Regions from separate parts of the Danio rerio genome. Here region 2 is linked to region 1. The links are chromatin contacts, called in public HiCAR-type maps. All regions are on one chromosome and are shown on one strand. The core of a region is the stretch at or near the end of the contact, and the rest is flanking DNA. Distances in the headings are between cores, read along the strand shown.

Region 1 (3,709 bases), core at 384-2,883:
GGTGTAAGGGATGGTCAACAGTGTATTTACAAATGTAATTAAAAAAAGTTCATTACAGATGTATTTACATACATGTATTTAATCAAGCATAAGTACACAGTAAATACGTGTATTTACACAATAAGTACATTGTAACAAACTATTAACTCCTGTGTAAGTACATATTTGTTAAGTCCACTTAATATAAAGTGGGACCAAAATTTGTAATAATGACAAAAAACAAAAATGTGTGCATCTCCTGACTTCCGGGTGTAGCTATCCAGCTGTTGTGCCTGGTGTAATCTGGGAAATTTTCTTACCCCTTGGTTTCGAGTGTGGTCCTGAAAAAAACTCTCTTTCGAAGGGTATTTAACCCCTCCCCTTAGCCCTATGCCTTCAAAATAAGTGAACGAGCAAAACGAAGGGTAGGGGTAAAGGAAGGACTGAGGGGTAGAATTGGGATTGGGCCAAAGTTCTCCATTTCTCATAGAGCTCTCCCGACAAAAATGCTTGCTGCAAACCAACAGCTTTGCTGTTTCGGCCCTGACAGCATCGCGGGGAAAAACATGCAACAAACCCATGAATCAAGAAAACAATCACATATGACCCTTTATGAACAGCTAAATACTCCTTGCCATGCGCAAACGCGCTCTCACCCAGTCTAACAACTCGGCAGGTCTGCCTTGCCTTCGGAAAGCAAGTGCTCTCATGAATACTTAGGATGCAGGGTCTTCTCATAGGATAAGAAAATTCAGCTATGAATAATGATGAGAAACCGACGCATCATAACTTTAAAAGCAGATGTGGCTCCGTCACCGATTTTGATCCCGCCCTAAAAAATTATTTTAAACCTGGACGATGAAACTAGCTGACAAAAGCTCAAAATTATCCAATTTCCCCACAATTAAAGCTGACAGGTGCTAACGCTGTCCTAATTGATGCTCAGCACACAAATTTGTTAAAATTTCAAAAAAAGTTCTCCAGGGTGTCTTGGATTGTCTAAAGAACAAACTATCATTATACAATGATTTGCCTATTTACCCTAACTTAACCTAGTTAAGCCTTTAAATATCACTATAAGCTGTATAGAAGTGTCTTGAAATATATCTAGTCAAATATTATTTACTGTAATCATAGCAAAGATAAAAGAAGTTTTATCTTTATTATAAAACTATCATGTTTGTAAAAGTGTTAAAAAAATCTTCTTTCTGTTTAACAGAAATTGGGGAGGAAATTGGAAATTCAGAAGGTCTAATAATTCAGACTTCCACTCTAAATCTGCCAACAGAAGAGACTTACTGACAACACGCTACAACAAAAAATACCCCTGACAGCTTACTGGATCGGATATTTAACTTTCAACGCAAATGACAGCAAATAAAAGTGCACACCGTGTGCCGTGGGGTAATGGCAAACATATGTTAGTCTGAGTGCAATTTTCAGTGGTCATTACGGTCTTAGCAGAAGGGAAGGAAAGCAGGACGTTTGTCTTGTATAATTCCATGGCTGGATCCGCGAGCCAGCTTTCAACATTTCGGTCATTGGTTTGGATAATGCTCAGATTCCTTTGGCTCGGACTCAGGGAGGTCTGTGTAAGGAGCGATTAGCTCATTTCCAGTGGCCGGCCGCCAGAGGAAAAAAAAAAATAGAGAGGGAGAAATGCATTCTGCCAGGCGGGCGCTGGGCCCGTTTGAAGTTTATGGCTCCATCAGAACTGGCCGAGCCAAAGCTGAGGCACTGGAGACCTCAGAGGAATGACATTTTAGGAGCTGGCAGGGGTCCGTGTCCGCGGTCCAAGAGAGGAGAGAGAGAACTTGCTCACCGGGGTCTGGACTTAAGTAGCTGTGGCCTTTATTTGGTTGTTGGGAAAACTACAAGTGGGCCGAATACATGCCAGTCCCTGAAAACACACTTAATTATGTGCAACACACTCAAATTTTTATGGCTCTGAGTGTTTGGAAAATGTTTATATTTCTGAGCTCATAACTCCGATCCTAATTGCCATTCGAACAATTAGAGAGTCAAAGTAAAAAAGGACTTTTTATAGTTGTACGACTGCCAACAGACAGAAGACACTCGATTTGTAGACATGTGCTGAAGTAACAGTCCTCTGAAAGGTTGCTAGGGTCTTCTGGAAAGTTTCCAGCTTTCTATGATTTTCTAGTCTTTGGATTTGGCTCAGTCCAAGTCTTTGACATTTTTTTTCATCTGTTTATCCTCCACTAGAGTGAAAAATTACTTAGAATAGTAGCAACTTTAGCAAATCAAAGGATAGCACATGTTGTTCTAGATAAGCTTCGATGATAATAAAACGGCTTCAAATCATTAACTTTACAATGATAAAATGCAGCCTGACTGTCGTGAACTTGCTGAAGCTATGGATTAAAGTAAATCATTCTGTACATAATGTTTTGTAAATGTCCGGTAGCTGTGGATTTGCATTTTATGCATCACCAAGGACCACCGATTTAGCTGAAAACACTTTTTATTGTTCTACTGGTAAAAAAAAGTCACATATCGGCAAATTGACATTTTTGGGTGTATCCGAAAATCGGAAACATTTTATTTTATGCAGCTGATTTGATTTGATTTGATTTCAGGGTTTCTTCAAGTCAAATTTAAGACTTTTTAAGACAACTTCAAGACCATTATTAATGAAATTTTAGACTTAGACAGAGCTAAACACTAAGGATTTTTTTCTAATGGTCCAGTTTAGTAAATAGTTTTTAATGGAAGATTACTGTATGTTAAGGGATGTGTTGCTTTAGTATTATTTCCCTGATTAAGAAATTTATTTTAGAGAATTTGCTGTAGAAATGTCTACATTGTAAAAAAAAAAAAAAAAAATCCTGGTGGCCTTAAATTTTAAGCTGAATAAAATTAACCTTATGAGTCCATTGAACTTATATTATGTTAAACTGACTTATAAGAGCTCGCGTAACTTATCAAATTAAGTTAAAACATGGTTAATAACGGTTTTAATAACGGTAATATAATAATAACGTGTTTAATAACGGTAAATGGTTTTAATAAAGTACAATGAACTAAAAACATGCTGTCAGAACTAATTGATCATATATTTTTTACAGTGTAACAGTTGTTGTGAATTGTTTCTATTTGCAATATAAAAACAAACGTAAATATAAAAGGTTTATAGATGATTGGGTGTTGACCAGATTATAGCTTTACTTGGACATAGGGAAAATAAGACCTTTAAGACAATATTTCAGTGAATTTAAGACTTTTTAAGGCCTAAAGTTTTGTTTTTCTGAAATTTAAGACTTTTTAAGACCCAGCAGAGACCCTGGATTTGGGATTCAGTGCAAATTAACTGCTTAAAAAGAGTTTGAATTTATTATTACTTGATAGTATTTATTTATTTAAAATACTGCAAAGAGTGGCACCAGACAAAGCTTTTTTTATAAACAGGGCTCAGCATAATTAAGTTTCTCAGTGAATATAGGCAATGTATTTTGGTTCATTTAAAGAAAACAGATTTAATAAACAGATGTATTTATTAAAATCATATTTTAGTCACCAAATATATTTAGAAATTGAAAAAATACAATTAAATTCAAGCAAAATATAGCAAAAAAATTAGAACCTACAAAATTTCAACTAAATTTTTCAATTTTTTTGCTTCTCTTGATTTCTCCACTTTTTTTATTTGTATTTTACATTTTCCCCTAACATGTACATTTGGATGTACTAGTTTTAGACCGTTATCGTA
Region 2 (3,709 bases), core at 866-3,365, 170 kb after region 1:
TTGATCTGCAAGAAGAATGATGCAAAATCCCTCTGGCCACTGGGCAGAATTTGTACCAGTCATTCCCAAAATGAACTGAAGCTGTATTGGCCACAAAAGAAGCCCCTATACCATACTACATTTACATTTAGTCATTTAGCAGACGCTTTTATACAAAGCGACTTACAAATGAGGACAAGGAAGCAATTTACACAACTAGAGTACAGTTAGTGGTATAGCCAGAGAGGCAATTGCAGATTAGGAAGTGAAGTATAGACTAAATAGATGAGTTTTTAGTCGTTTCTTGAAGACAGCAAGTGACTCGTTCTGATGCAGCTAGGAAGTTCATTCCACCAACTGGGCAGATTGAATGCGTGTTCGGGAAAGTGATTTCTTCCCTCTTTGGGATGGAACCACGAGGCGACGTTCATACACTGAACGCAAGTTTCTGGAGGGCACATAAATCTGCAGAAGTGAGAGCAGATAAGAAGGAGCAGAGCCAGAGGTGGCTTGGTAGGCAAACATCAGAGCTTTAAATTTGATGCGAGCAGCAACTGGCAGCCAGTGCAAACAGGTGAGTAGCATACTAATGAATTATTGTGGTCCAAAACCTGGCGTTAAACAAGTTCTTCCATGGCCTTCACACTCACAGTCACCAGATCTAAATATTATTGTGCCCCTTTGGGGTGTTTTTAGAGGAACGGTTGAGGAAATGTTTTCCTAATCCAGCATCACGTAGTGACCTGGCCACTATTCTGCAAAAGGAATGGCTCATAATCCCCCTGGCCTCTGTGCAGGACTTGTATCTGTCATTACCAAGATGAACTGATGCTGTATTGTCCACAAAAGAAGACCCTACACAATACTAATGAATTATTGTGGTCCAAAACTTGGCATTGAACAAGTTCTCCCATGGCCTGCACAATCACAAGATCTAAATATTTTTGAGCAACTTTGGGGTGTTTTTGGAGGAGAGAGTCAGGAAACGTTTTCGTCCATAAGTATCACCTAGTGATCTGGCCACTATTCTCCAAAAAGAATGGATCAAAATCCCTCTGGCCACTGTGCATGACTTGTATCTGTCATTACCAAGATGAACTGAAGCTGTATTGGCCGCTTATGAATTAATGTGGTCCAAAACCAGGCATTGAACAAGTTGAACATCTCCCAAGGCCTGCAGTCACCAGATCTAAATATTATTGAGCTCTTTTGGGGTGTTTTTGAAGAAGAGAGTCAGGAAACGTTTTCTTCCATCAGCATCATCTAGTGATCTGGCCACTATTCTCCAAAAAGAATGGATCAAAATCCCTCTGGCCACTGTGCATGACTTGTATCTGTCATTACCAAGATGAACTGAAGCTGTATTGGCCGCAAAAGAAGGCCCAATACCATACTAATAAATTATTGTGGTCCAAAACCAGGCATTGAACAAGTTGAACATCTCCCATGGCCTGCAGTCACCAGATCTCAATATTATTGAGCCACTTTGGGGTGTTTTTGAAAGAACAAGTTAGGAAATGTTTTCCCACACCAGCATCAAGCAGTGACCATGGCCGCTATTCTCCAAGAAGAGAAATTCCTCTGGCCACTGTGCAGGACTTGTAACTGTCATTCCCAAGATGAATTGAAGCTATACTATTGATATATTGTGGTCCAAATCCAGGCGTTTCAGTTTCATTGTCCAACCCCTGAATATATACATTCTACTTGTCCTAGCATTTATATACTGCAACTCTCTGATGATTTGAAGTGCTTCTTTTATCTTTACTTGTAAGTCGCTTTGAATAAAAATTTCTGCTAAATGAGTAAATGTAAAGGTCTGCAAAATAAGTTGTTCGGCATGCTCTATTAGTAAGAGCATGGTATTTCTTATGTTGTACAGTGCAAACATGCAAGATTGTGTAGCTACAATTGTGAAATTATGTTCGACAGCCGAATTGGCAGTGAAGACTAGATTATAAGAAAACAAGAGAGATCGAATGCTGCGAATGAGGATTTTCACACTCCAGGAAAAACACACACGGCGAGAAACTGCAAGCCATAATTAACTCTCTGTTCTCCCACACACATCCATCAACGTGAGCCTGAGAACATGGCTCCGGCGTCTGGGAAAGCAATCCCATGTTCATGTGGGAGCCGGGGAGGGGGCTGCAGAAGCAACTCGGATTATATTCAGGTGGGAAAATTCTCCCAGGTTTCAGACAAACGGGCTTCTTTGAGCGCACGAATCGTACATAAATTACCAGGCAATTGGGAAAAAAAGAAGAGGAAAGAGCAAGGTGAAATGGAAAAACCCAGGATCGCTGTTTGTGATAAGCAAGTTTTGGCCTTGTTTAGTATACGCTAACGGTTACACAACATTGAATAGGGTCGTTTAGATCTACTGCGGTCTGTTTAATGACGCGCACTACTTGAAGACACTAAAGCAGCTGTGTTACCGGGTCAGCCTGTGCTAACATGCCTGAAGCTTTTCCAATAACAAGCCTCGACTCTCTCCGACAGGAGCAAAACAGCATGACTGAGGCGAACAGCTTGAACTGTTCGTATTTACACAGCTGTTCGGTGGGTGACACTTCTTTCAACAACTGCTTTTTGCCTTAATTGGTTTTTAGTGCAAAAGCAAGTCTTCAATTCAACCCGGAGGAGTGACAGATCGGTTGAGTGATGGCGTCTAAAGGGAAAAAGCATGTTCAGGGATGAATTACTGGTTTTGGTGTTTTGCGAACATGAGGTTCTAGGCTGAGCTGATCGTTGTTGCTTCTTAAACAGGAAACTAAAAGCAGGCGGTTTCTCGGCAGAGGCGAAGCACAATGGTTTCTAAAGCCTGTAGCCATGGACGCATGAATGACATTGGAAATTAGTGATGAGATATTTGAGACTCAACCCCAAACAATATGCTACAAAACACAAGCGTAGGAGTAAATAATTACAATCCAGTGTCTATCCACTAACAGTCAATGCATATTATAATAAAAACATTTCAATATCAATTAGTCAATAAATAAAAGGTAACACTTTACTTTAAACTATTTATTTACCTGCCTATCAGCTGTTTATTTGTACTTATAAAATACATATTTTACATGATATTGTTCTACATTGCTAATCATACCTAAACCTAACTACTATCTAAATTGCTATTAATACCCAGAACATTAAGAGTTTATTGAGCTAAAATTCATAATTATTGGATTGTTAATAGTAAAATTTGTACCTTAAAATTAAGTGTGACTAATAAAATTGCTTTAATAAAATAATTATAATAACAATTAATTAATGGTATACTTTATTTTATGATATTTAGATAAAATATCTTAAAAAGAGAAGAAAAGGCACACATTTAATTCCAGGATAATCTTCTTTTAGTAGGTCCAGTAAATCTTGATAGATAGTAAAGACTGCCGTTTCATTTTTGCTGTCATTACCTCCACCTCTGATTAATCAAAAACTTGTACTGAAATTATATAATTTCAATAGAAATCTGTTGTGGTTTTAGTTGTGGTGCAAACGCCAAAATTCAGTAGTGACGCTACTGCCATCAAGTGGTTTCAAATTGAATCACATCCACATGACAGTATTCCTAGTCTAAAACTGATTATGATCAATGAACCATGATGAGCTGTTTTAAACAGAGTGACAAGAATGAACAATGCTAGATGCACAACATTAAATGCAACAACCCATCAAATCTTGGCCAAGAATCAAAATGGAGTGCTGACCTGATGAGAGA

The links. HiCAR-type assays count read pairs that join an accessible place to other places.
Region 2: a contact with region 1 is called in a HiCAR-type map of caudal fin, with 7 times the contacts expected there. The contact joins two enhancer-like sites. A contact is called at or near these places in 3 of 18 Hi-C or Micro-C datasets (embryo and skeletal muscle) and 1 of 4 datasets of contacts at active chromatin or transcription factors (caudal fin).

The regions. Positions count from the first base shown.
Region 1 is chr17:12,380,443-12,384,151 of GRCz12tu, forward strand. The region is part of intron 19 of si:ch211-185a18.2; the gene reads right to left. Among named protein-coding and RNA genes, the nearest start is that of irf2bpl, 150 kb to the right of the region's middle. Within about 2 kb of position 1,634, at least 13 of the 62 cell types and tissues checked have an H3K27ac peak or open chromatin away from gene starts, as enhancers often do. A contact at or near this core is called in caudal fin and skeletal muscle, where this site is marked.
Region 2 is chr17:12,546,911-12,550,619 of GRCz12tu, forward strand. The region is part of intron 8 of si:ch211-185a18.2; the gene reads right to left. Among named protein-coding and RNA genes, the nearest start is that of si:ch211-185a18.2, 17 kb to the right of the region's middle. Within about 2 kb of position 2,116, at least 29 of the 62 cell types and tissues checked have an H3K27ac peak or open chromatin away from gene starts, as enhancers often do. A contact at or near this core is called in caudal fin and skeletal muscle, where this site is marked.